Linked DNA regions of Sus scrofa: regions 1 and 3 are each linked to region 2. Evidence: chromatin contacts called from public promoter capture Hi-C and targeted proximity ligation data. All regions are on one chromosome and are shown on one strand. The core of a region is the stretch at or near the end of the contact, and the rest is flanking DNA. Distances in the headings are between cores, read along the strand shown. Region 1 holds the start of RRM2 (ribonucleoside-diphosphate reductase subunit M2). Region 2 holds the start of NOL10 (nucleolar protein 10). Region 3 has its middle 20 kb from the start of RRM2.

Evidence for each region. Promoter capture Hi-C pulls out the DNA fragments that hold promoters and counts their contacts.
Region 1: a promoter capture Hi-C map of liver shows a contact between it and region 2, with 7 times the contacts expected there. A contact is called at or near these places in 1 of 5 promoter capture datasets (liver), 9 of 47 Hi-C or Micro-C datasets (alveolar macrophages, heart right ventricle, liver and 5 more) and 2 of 2 datasets of targeted methods (alveolar macrophages and skeletal muscle).
Region 3: a contact with region 2 is called in a targeted proximity ligation map of alveolar macrophages. A contact is called at or near these places in 7 of 47 Hi-C or Micro-C datasets (epiblast stem cells, liver, mesenchymal stem cells and 3 more) and 1 of 2 datasets of targeted methods (alveolar macrophages).

Annotation. Positions count from the first base shown.
Region 1 is chr3:126,365,825-126,369,178 of Sscrofa11.1, reverse strand. RRM2 (ribonucleoside-diphosphate reductase subunit M2) reads left to right here and starts at 2,034. Exons shown (of 11, transcript XM_021087850.1): 1 at 2,034-2,237.
Region 2 is chr3:125,860,057-125,863,716 of Sscrofa11.1, reverse strand. It overlaps NOL10 (nucleolar protein 10), which reads right to left and starts at 2,295. Exons shown (of 21, transcript XM_021087848.1): 1 at 2,074-2,295. The coding sequence starts at 2,139.
Region 3 is chr3:126,345,345-126,349,024 of Sscrofa11.1, reverse strand. No RefSeq gene overlaps it. Among named protein-coding and RNA genes, the nearest start is that of RRM2, 20 kb to the left of the region's middle.

The DNA.
Region 1 (3,354 bases), core at 785-3,284, 510 kb before region 2:
CCTTGCTCAGTGTGTTAAGGATCCAGCATTGCCGTGAGCTGTGGTGTAGGTTGCAGACATGGCTCGGATCCTGTGTTGCTGTGGCTCTGGCGTAGGCCGGAGGCTACAGCTCCAATTTGACCCCTAGCCTGGGAACCTCCATATGCTTCGGGAGCGGCCCAAGAAACAGCAAAAAGACAAAAAAAAAAAAGGTTCAAATGGTAAATTTTAGCTTATGTATTTTTTTTAGCTTATGTATATTTTAACCACATGCAAAAAATATAAGCCCAATGTAATAAAACCTTTAGATCCAACTTCTAGTTTACAGTAAATACAGTGATCAGAAAGACAAGTTAAATGACACTCTGAAGACACATCAGGCAAATGTAGAACGTGAGACAGTCCACAAGAAAAGTGGCCTGAACATCACACAGCCAATATCATGGGCTAAAAACAAAGTACGGTTGTTCAAATTCAAGAGACTAATGGAGTTCCCGTTGTGGCTCAGTGGTAAGGAACCCAACTAGTGTCCATGAGGATGCAGGTTCGGTCCCTGGCCTCGCTCAGTGGGTTAAGGATCTGGTGTTACTGTGAGCTGTGGTATAGGTCGTAGATGTGGCTCAGATCCCGTGTTGCTGTGGCTGTGGTGTAGACTGGCAGCTGCAGCTCTGATTTGAACCCTAGCCTGGGAACTTCCATATGCCTTGAATACAGCCCTAAAAAGCAAAAAACAAAAACAAAAACAAAAAAGCGACAGACGGGGGGGGGGGCCTAAGAACAACTATACAAACAACCACTGTCTTGATGCCACTGCATGTAACTGACTTTGTTGTCACGTCCACCACTCTGCAGATTAAAAAAAAAAAAAAAATCAAAGAACAAAAAATAAAGCTCATTTGATATGATTTTAAAGAGACTAAAAAGATACAGTGGACAAATGTAATGCATGTGCTAAACAGGATCCTGAATAAAAAGTGAATGAATTAAAAGACACATTTGAAACGACTGGGGAAAATTTGCTTATGGACTAGAAGCTATTAGGTGATGTTAGAGAATTAATGCTGGTTTTCTTAGGTCTGAATATGATGTTGTGGTTACGTTAGTGGATGTTTTTATTTTTAAGAGTTATATGCCGCAACATGCTGAAATATCTGGGGATGAAGTGTCCTTTCTACAACCCACTTTCAAATGATCCAGAAAAAACTAAAGCCTCCCACGTCCAGAAAGAGAAAGCAATAAGGCAAAATGGAAACAACCACTGAATCCCAGGTGGTGGGTGAAGACTGTAGGATTCTTTTGTTTTTCTGTTTGTTGAAAACTTTATTTATTTATTTTTTTGCTTTTGCTTTTTAGGGTTGCACCTGTAGCATATGGAGTTTCCCCGGCTAGGGGTCAAATCAGATCTCCAGCTGCTGGCCTGCCCCACAGACACAGCAATGCCAGACCCCAGCGGTGTCTGTGATCTACACGGCAACGCTGGATCCTTAACGCATTGAGCAAGGTCAGGGATGGAACCCACATCCTCATGGATACTAGTCGTTACTGCTGAGTCACAAGGGGAACTCCGAAAACATTATTAACAAAAATTGGGAGAGGAAAGTTCTAGCTGGGCAGTTTTAGGAACCGTATAACCTTGGACATTCTCCTTGCCTCTCAGACCTTGATCTCAAGAGAACCTCACACTGTCCTTTGCATTTTAAGTGTTAATCACGTGGTCCAGGGGCCCAGGGGCTGTGGAGTTACCGACGTCAGTGTCATTACCAGCGCGGTGTCCCGTATATAGGTGATGAGTGCTGGGGTAGGGTGAGGCGCCTCTTAAGAGGCCACCAAACCCGCCCGCCCTAGATGCTAAAAGTACAACTTCTCCCCGCGCGACCGCAGGACCGGAAGCGGGGGCGGGGCTTACGGTGGCCTGGCGTGGGATCCCGAAGGCTCGAATGAGCGCCTCCTCTCGGAGGTTGGGGGCGGAGTCTCTGTCCTACTGGCCAATCGTGGAGCAGCTGTCAAACAGGCGCAGAGGGAAGCCAGGAAGATTCCTGGTCAGATTCCAGCGCCCGGCCCTAGGCAGCAGCGGAGGGCGCTCTCTCTTCCGGGGAATGGGCCGCCACGTCCCGCCCGGCCTTTTCCTCTCCGGGACCCAGGCGAGAGAGGAGGCCCTGCCTACCAGAAGCCAGGCCCCGCTGCCTCCTCCCGGCTTGACCTCCCCGCAGAGTCACGTAGCCTTCTGCCCCTGCTTCCTCCTTTGTAAAGCGAGAGCGGTAAAAACCCGACCTGGGGGGGAGGGGATGGGACCTCCCAAATGACTCAGAGGTGGGAGGAGGTGAAGGAGAGGATGGCGACTTTTCCCCCTGCCTCGTGGCAGTTCAACCGAAAAAGAAGTCACGGTTTCTGGCTAGTTCACCGAGTTATACTTTATGGTTCCTGTACACACGGAATATAACAGGAGCTAAAAAGCACATGGTGCCTGGAACAGCAACCCAAAGGAGGACTTCAGGTATTAATTACCCGACATTGAGGATTAGAGAAGGACAGAGAATCACTGATAATTGCGATCGTTTTATGGTGGCTGATAAAACCATCACACCTCTATCAATAAAAATATCCATTTTCTGAAAGTGCATGCTGAAGTAAGGGGAAATCGACAATGTCTGTGAGCTGCTTTAAAACAGATAGACCAGAGTCTTAGTTGTTTTGTCTAAGAGATGCGAAGCTCTTTTTTTTTGCTTTTTAGGGCCGTACCCGTGGCATATGGAGGGTCCCAGGCCAGGGGTCTAATTGGAGCTGCTGCAGCTGCCGGCCGACACCACAGCCACAGCAACGCAGGATCCAAGCCACGTCTGGGGACCTACACCACAGCTCATCGCAGCGCCAGATCCTTACCCTACTGAGCGAGGCCAGGGATCGAACCCGTGTCCTTATGGATACTAGTCGGGTTCGTTACCAGGGAGCCACGATGGGAACTCCTTAACACTGCTTCCTCTGCAATCATTTCTTGAATTTTGCCACATTCAGGGCAAAATCTATGGCAAATCTGAAAGATCATGTACAAAGTAAAATGGACACTTTTACTTAGTTCGAATCCCCCCCTCCCCCATGGAGGTTTTCAACCCCCTCTCCAGGATCTTGGATGCCCAATAAGCAGTACATGAATTTCTAGTTCTTCAAGCACACACTGGACTCTTTCCCAGGAGGTTTTGCTTAGTTTGCCATTTTTAAAACAATATTGACACAGAGGACAGTGGTCTGAAAGCAGACACGATTTCAGCGGGAAACTGCACCAAAGGCCCTTCCTGTTAATGTGAAGGTTTCCAAAGAGCTTCCCATTTTACATGAATGGTCTCACTTAATCCTCTCATTTTCTTAGGAATCCCACAG
Region 2 (3,660 bases), core at 1,046-3,545:
CCCAGCTGCAGGACTCTGCCACACAGCAGCCAGTTAAAAACCCAACAACAGGAGTTCCCTTGTGACACAGCAGGGTAAGGACCTGGCCTTATCACTGCAACACTCAGATTGCTGCTATGGCACAAGTTCAATCCCTGGCCTGGGAACTACCACATGCCAGAGGCGTGGCAAAAAAAATAATTAATTAAAAATTTAAAAATAAATAAATTTAAAAAATAGCATCCAACAGCACAAAGAATAAAACTCTAACTTCCTACCTTGGCCTACAAGGCCCCCTCTGCAGCCTCACCTGCCCAACTCTCTCCCCTCACTGAGCCTCCCGCAGCCACAACCATGTCTCTGCTGTTCCTCCAACCTGCCGAGCATGCTCCCACTGTCCAAGTTTCTGCTTCAGTGTCACCTCCTGCACAGAGGCCGTCCCTGAGGGTTGAGTAAAAACCACTTTCTCTGAACACTTCACCCACAAGAGCCCTCTCCTAGACACTCAGCACTCAGAGCACTTCAGGACGTGAAGCTGTTCTGTTTGCTTACTTGTTATCCTTCTCTCCAGCCGGGAGCGAATCTGACACGTTCATCACGTATCCCAACACTCAGAACAGCGCTGCCTGCACGTACTCACTTCTCAGCAAATACACAGGATGAAAGAACAAAATGAGACAGATCATATTATATGACAAACAACTGGAGCATAAGGAGTTACCTGCCTGGATTCCTTTTTTTTTTTTTTTTTTGTCTTTTTTCTTTTTAGGGCCGCACCCACGGCATATGGAGGTTCCCAGGCTAGGAGTCTAATCGGAGCTGTAGCCACCAGCCTACACCACAGCCAAAGCCACGCCAGATCTGAGCCACATCTAGGACCTACACCACAGCTCACGACAACACCAGATCCTTAACCCACTGAGCGATGCCAGGGATCGAACCCACAATGTCATGGTTCCTAGTCGGATTCGTTAACCACTGAGCCACGACAGGAACCCCTGACCCAAATTCTGAGAAAAATCTTCTGCGGCTCACAGAAATTCCAAGCTAGGAGTCAAATCGGAGCTGCAGCTGCTGGTCTACACCACAGCCACAGCAATTCAGGGATCCGAGCTTCGTCTCCGATCTACACCACAGCTTGTGGCAATGCTGGATCCTTAACCCACTGAGCAGGGCCAGGGATCGAACCCGCATCGTCATGGATACTAGTCAGGGTCGTTTCCACTGAGCCACAACAGAGACTCCCATCTGAGAAGAACCTAATCACTGGCTCCAAATCTTTTCGGGTCAGACACAAGGACAAGTTACATTTATTCTGATTCCCAAGGGCAAGACTCAGACCAACAGCAGCACCCCAGAAAGTGGTATGTTTTAAAACAACAAGTAGTCTCAAAATGAAAAAGAGCTTCTACAAAAAGTGCTTTGACAGTGGCTTGACCCTGACTTTTAAGAAATAACATCCCAGCTTCAGAGTCTAGGTGTGTGACTCGGACAAAGCTACCGTTCCCCTCAGTGGATCTTTTGCATGTTTTAAACACGAAAGACTGGAAGAGAATCACTGACTTTCCAAGCCCCTTCCAATTCTTAGGTCCCAAGACTCAAAGAAATCAAGACAAGGTTCAGAAATACTGCCGTCTGCACCATAAATGCTGCAGATGCAAAGTCTGCCTTTCTCGTCACTGCTGTATTCTCGAACTTGCCATATAACAGGAATTCAACCAGCAGCTGTTGGGCGGGCATTAATATGGGAAGAAATAATCAACCGGTCCACGTTTTCCTCCTCGGTGTAGCAGCCACTGTGAACATCCTTAAAAGCCCAAAGGGACACCTCCTCTGTTCTAGAGAACTTTACCCCAAAAAAGTTAAGGCAAAGCTCATCGATCCTGATCTCCTCTGGGCCCAGCTTCTGGCGCGGTGACAGCTAGTCCTCGTCCCCCAGCACGGACTAGCTCCCCCGGGGCACCGTCACTCGCCAGTGGCCCTCCCTGAGTCTGGGGCTGACCCGGGCCCCGCTGAAACAGGTGGAATCGGCCAGGGACAGGGCCGAGGAGAGGGGCGGCTGCTCGGCGAGGAGCAGGACCCGGCAGGACTCACCTCGGGAAGGGACTTGCCACAGCTGAGGCTGTAAATCTTCACCTCGTTGAGGCTGGAGACCTGCATGGCGACGCCGAAAAGCTGCGGCCCGAGTTTTTGTCCAGGACCCGCTCCCTACAGGGCTCACGAGCATCAGAACCTTAGGTCCTCCTGGGGCGCCGGGGGAGCGTGGAGGCCATGCACAGCGTGGGGCGCCGGCGCGGGCGCTGAGTGATGACGCACTTCCGGGCGCCGGGGGTGGTGGACGCGTCCATCCCGGAAGCGGGAAGCTGGGGGGTTAGAGAAGAGGAACTAGCGAGGCCGGGGGTCTCTGGGCGACCTTAACGTGGGGAGAGCCAGGAGCCGCTCTCCCTCTTCTCAGCTAGGAGCGGAGGAAGCCTTTAGGGTCGCTGCTCTGGCCGAAGTGTCGAGGTCCCAAGGAGGGCGGTGCTGACCTGGCAGACCGAAGCCTTGAGGGGCGGGGGGTCAGGGATCCCAGGGAGAGAATGCAGCCTGTGAGCAAATTCAGAATGGAAGTGTGGTCCTTTCTCAGCAGTGTTTCTACAACATTACATTAAAAATAAATGCTTTTAAATGTTGATGTATTGGAGTTCCCATCCTGGCTCAGCAGTAACAAATCCAACTAGTATCCATGAAGATGTGGGTTCCATCCCTGGCCTGGCTCAGTGGGTTAAGGATCCCCTGTTGCTGTGAAACTCAGGTGTAGGTCACAGACGCCGCTTGGGTCCCACGTTGCTGTATCTGGCTGTGGTGTAGGCCGGCAGCTGCACTCCGATTTGACCCCTAGCCTGGGAACTTTCATATGCCCTGGGTGCACCCTTAAAAAAACAAAAAATTAAAAATCAAAAAGATTTGATGTATTAAAAGATAGTTGGGGAGTTCCCATCGTGGCTCAGTGGTTAACGAATCCTACTAGGAACCATGAGGTTGCGGGTTTGATCCCTGGCCTTGCTCAGTGGGTTAAGGATCCGGCGTTGCTTTGAGCTGTGGTATGGGTCACAGACAAGGACTGGATCCCCGTGTTAATGTGTCTGTGGTGTAGGCTGGTGGCTGCGGCTCCAGTTGGACCCCTAGCCTGGGAACCTCCATATGCCGTGGAAGCGGCCCTAGAAAAGGCAAAAATATATATATATACATAAAATAAAATAAGATAGTTATTTTCAGGAGTTCCCACTGTGGCACAGTGGGTTAAGAACCTGACTGCAGCAGCTCTGGTTATTGTGGAGGCAGGGAATGGAGGCTTGGGTTTGATCCCCAGCCTAGGACAGTGGGTTAAAGGCTCTGAGGCAGTTGTGGCATAGGCTGTCTGGGACTCAATCCTTGGCCCAGGAACTTCATATGCCTTGGGTTTGGCCATTTAAAAGAAAAAGAAAAAAAAAAAAAAAAGGTTATTTTCATCTCCATTCATTTAACATCCATCCTGTAGGGGAGCAAAATTTGCCCCCAAAATGTCTCTTTGGCATGCTGATTTCAGCGGAAAACAATCAAAGCCCAAAATAATGAAGAAAGGAAGAAATTTTGACCTCCTGGACTGCTTCAAAGAATGTAAATAGAGGACCTGGGAGCTGTGACCTAGACAACTCTAGT
Region 3 (3,680 bases), core at 490-2,989, 490 kb before region 2:
AATATTGAAGGGCAATTTCAGCAGCTAAGGGCAGGTACCTACCTGGCTGATGGCTGTTCTGGCCCCTGGAGGACTTCAAGACAGAGGAACGGGCCCCGGGCCTGGAGTTATGGCCGGAAGTGCAGGGCGGTGGAGGTGGAGGAGCCGGGGCTGCGTCCGGCAGACGTCAAACCATTTGCTGGGCCGCGCTGGTGACAGGTGTGCGCCCACTCCTCTGCAGTGGCCTCCGCGGGTGGCTCAGAAGGCTTGCGATCTAGCAGAGAGTCGGGATCCAGTTGCTTCTGTCTTGAGGGCTGGCCAGGGGACAGTTTTGAAGCTGCTTTCAGTTCTGAGGACTGAGCTCAGCTACGTCCTGCTCCGCTGTGTATGGGCCAGGCTCAGAGGGGTTAAGTCTGCACGTGGCAGGAGTTCCCGTTGTGGCTCAGCAGGTTAAGAACCTGACTAGTAACTATGAGGATTGCGGATTTGAACCCTGGCCTTGTTCAGTGGGGTAAGGATCCGGCGTCACCGTGAGCTGTGGTGTAGGCCAGCAGCTGCAGCTCCAATTCGACCCCTAGCCTGGGAACTTCCCTATGCTGCAGGTGCAGCTGTAAAAAGAAAACAGAAAAAACAAAAAAACAAGTCTGCAGGTGGCAGAGCTCAGAAGTCAGGTGGCATGTCGGGCCCTCTGCCTCTCCACCCCCACTGTGTCCCCAGGGCTTCAGGGAGCTAGTGCCACCCAGCCATGCTCAGTGACACGTGTCTTGGCTGTATTAGGATGATGTCCCTTCGTGCTGGCTCCCCAGGACGACTGTCAGCCCCTCCTAGGCAGGCCTGGTCTCCTCTGCCTCCCCGTGGCTACCAGCAGAGGCAGCCAGAGGATAACCACTTGTGACGTGGTTGAATGGAGGGAGCCTGGTGCCTGCTGTCTGGTGACTGGCTCCAGGGAGGGAGGGAGCGGGAGCAGGGGAAGAACTCCCTTGCTGGCTGCTCTTGGGAAGGAAGGAGCAGGAGAGGGAGTGGGGGAGCTGTTCCGGGGTCAGGGGTCAGAAGCTGGGGGCACAGGTGAGCACACAGAGCCGTGGGGAGGAGGGTGAGGTGCGGGCTGGGAGGCCACTGAGTCAGCCCTACTCTGTACCCTCTCTGCTCCAGGTGCTGGCGAGACAAGGAAGCACAAAGCAGATGAGCCCAGGCCCTTGCGGAGACTGCAAACCAGCCTGATGTGCAGTAAGTCAGGTGCTCCGGAGGAAACAGAACGGGGGGCGGGGGGCACCCGCTCTTTCCTGTGGGTGGTCAGCAAAGGGCTATCTGAGGAACTGGAGCAGAAAGTGGGCACAGACCACATCATGGGCGGAGGCAAGGCCGTTTCCAGCAAGGGAAGTGCAAGTGCAAAGGCCCTGTGGCAGGAACCTCTTGTTTTCATGTGGTCAGAGTCTGGGCAGGAGACAGGGGCAGCTCTGCGGCGTTTGTCTGTGCGTGGGGTTCTCCTGGGGTCTCGTAGGCCCAGGCAGAGAGCTTGGCTTTTGTTCTAGGGGGAGAAGATGCCTGGGAAGTTTGGAATCAGCCTTCCTTTTTTTTTTTTTCCTTGGCTGCTCCCACAGCATGTGGAAGTTCCCAGTGACCAGAGCCATAGCCGTGACAATCCTTCATCTGCTGAGCCACCAGGGAAATCCCTAAGCGCTTTTCATAGGCTGACTCATTCACTGCTCGCAATCCCTTTACAGGGAGGAACTGAAGGCACAGAGAGGTTAACTGACCTGCTCAAGGTCACACAGCCAATAAGAGGAAGAGCTGCTGGTACGTGAGCCTGGGGCAGCCTGGTTCCGGAGTCTTGCACTGAACCTTCGCGTCTGTTGTGCTGCCCCCTTGTGGCCCCTTCGGTTCTCACCAGTGTCCCCTTGGCTCTGTGAACCCACACCTGCTGCTCTGGAGGCTTCTTCTCAGTCCCCTTCGCCTCCCCCTGGCCCCCTACCTCCTCCTGCAGCGTTGCTCCCTGGGGCCTCTGCACACTTGTCTGGAATCGCAGCCCTCTCCGGACTTCAGAGACCTCTCCATGGGGACTCCCACCAACACTAGCCAAACTGCACCCCTAAGACGCTTGCCATTTTCTGTTTCCGGTGACGGGCACCTCCCCCCTACCCCGGCCTCTCTAGGTCATAAATCCAGGCCCTGGGTGCAGGGAGGCAGGAAGGCCTGCTATCCCTCGTGTGGCCAGAAGAGGGAGCCTCCTCCCCTCCCCTCTCCCTCGCTGCACCCCCCCACACCCCGGCCCCTGCCCCCAAAAGAGGTCTTCCCTCCTCTGACCTCCCCAGCTCCCCCGCCAGGGGCAGTGAGTCCCCTGAGGGCAGGAATGGGGTCTAATTGTCCCCTTGTTATCATCAGCTAGCATCTGGCACAGGCCTGGCAGTCTGGATTCTTTCAAATGCTTGGGTTTTGTTTGTTTGTTTCTTTTTTTCTTTTTAGGGCCACACCTGCGGCATCTGGAAGTTCTCAGGCTGGGATGGAATCAGAGCTGCAGCTGCCGGCTTACACCACAGCTCCCGGCAATGCCGGATCCTTAATCCCCTGAGCCAGGCCAGGGATCAAACCTGTATCCTCCGGAAATTTTTTTTTTTTTTTTTTTTTTGCTCGTTTGTCTTTTTAGGGCCACACCTGAGGCATGTGGAGATTCCCAGGCTAGGGGTTGAATTGGAACGACAGCTGCCGGCCTGCACCACAGCCACAGCAACACCAGATCTGAGCCTCGTCTGCGACCTACACCACAGCTCACGGCAACACTGGATCCTTAACCCCTTGAGCCAGGCCAGGGATCGAACCTGTATCCTCATGAATACTAGTCAGAATCTTAACCTGCTGAGCCACTGCAGGAGCTCCTGGATTCTTTCCAGTGTTAATTGAATGAGTGAGGGAGGGAATGGCCTGGGGGAGGCCTCTGTCTCTGACACAGGAGCAGGGGGTCACAGGGCTGGGGATTAATGACGGTGGATAATGCTGTGGAGGCCCTGACCGCCCCGAGGGGGTGGCCACTTCCTCCCCCCCCCCTCCCCTCTAACCTGTGGCTGCAGAGGCTCTGCTTGCTCACAGGGCCTCCTGGAGACTGTCCTGTGACCGGAGCTTCAGGCCTTCAGAGCCAGACACCCGAACGGAGGCGGGCTTCCTTCCACAAGTGTCGCCAAGCTCAGGGCCGGGCCAGCTGGCCAGCTGGCGCCAGAGATCTTGGGTTCTTCCCAGGTCGGTGCCGAGGTCTCCCCTCTGCTCGTTAATGCACAATTGATTTCTTTTGCAATTTTCTTTGGAACCTGTGCTTGTCCAAATGCTCACATGATGTGGCGGGAACTGGGTTTTATGAAGCCGTTGGCAGGGCAGCGTGTGGCATCCCTGTGGTTCTGGGGGTTTCTGGGCCTTGGGGCTGTGGCTCCAGCTGCCGACAGCTGCCTGCCTCCGCAACAGTCAGCTCATGAGCCCAGCAGCTTCCTCTCCCCAAACACACAGGTGACCTTGTGACTCTGGCCCTTCCGTGGTCCACAACAAACTCTTCCTGCGTGTGGGTGCAATTCCTATTTTTAATAGCCAAGCTACAGAGCAATTGTGGGGCTTCTACTTCCTTTTGGATGGAAGGCTTCCAGAAATATATCTTTGCTTCTGTAGAATCCAGGAAGTTGGCTTAGCCGAGAAGGGGTCAGCAGGTGGTGTGGACCCCC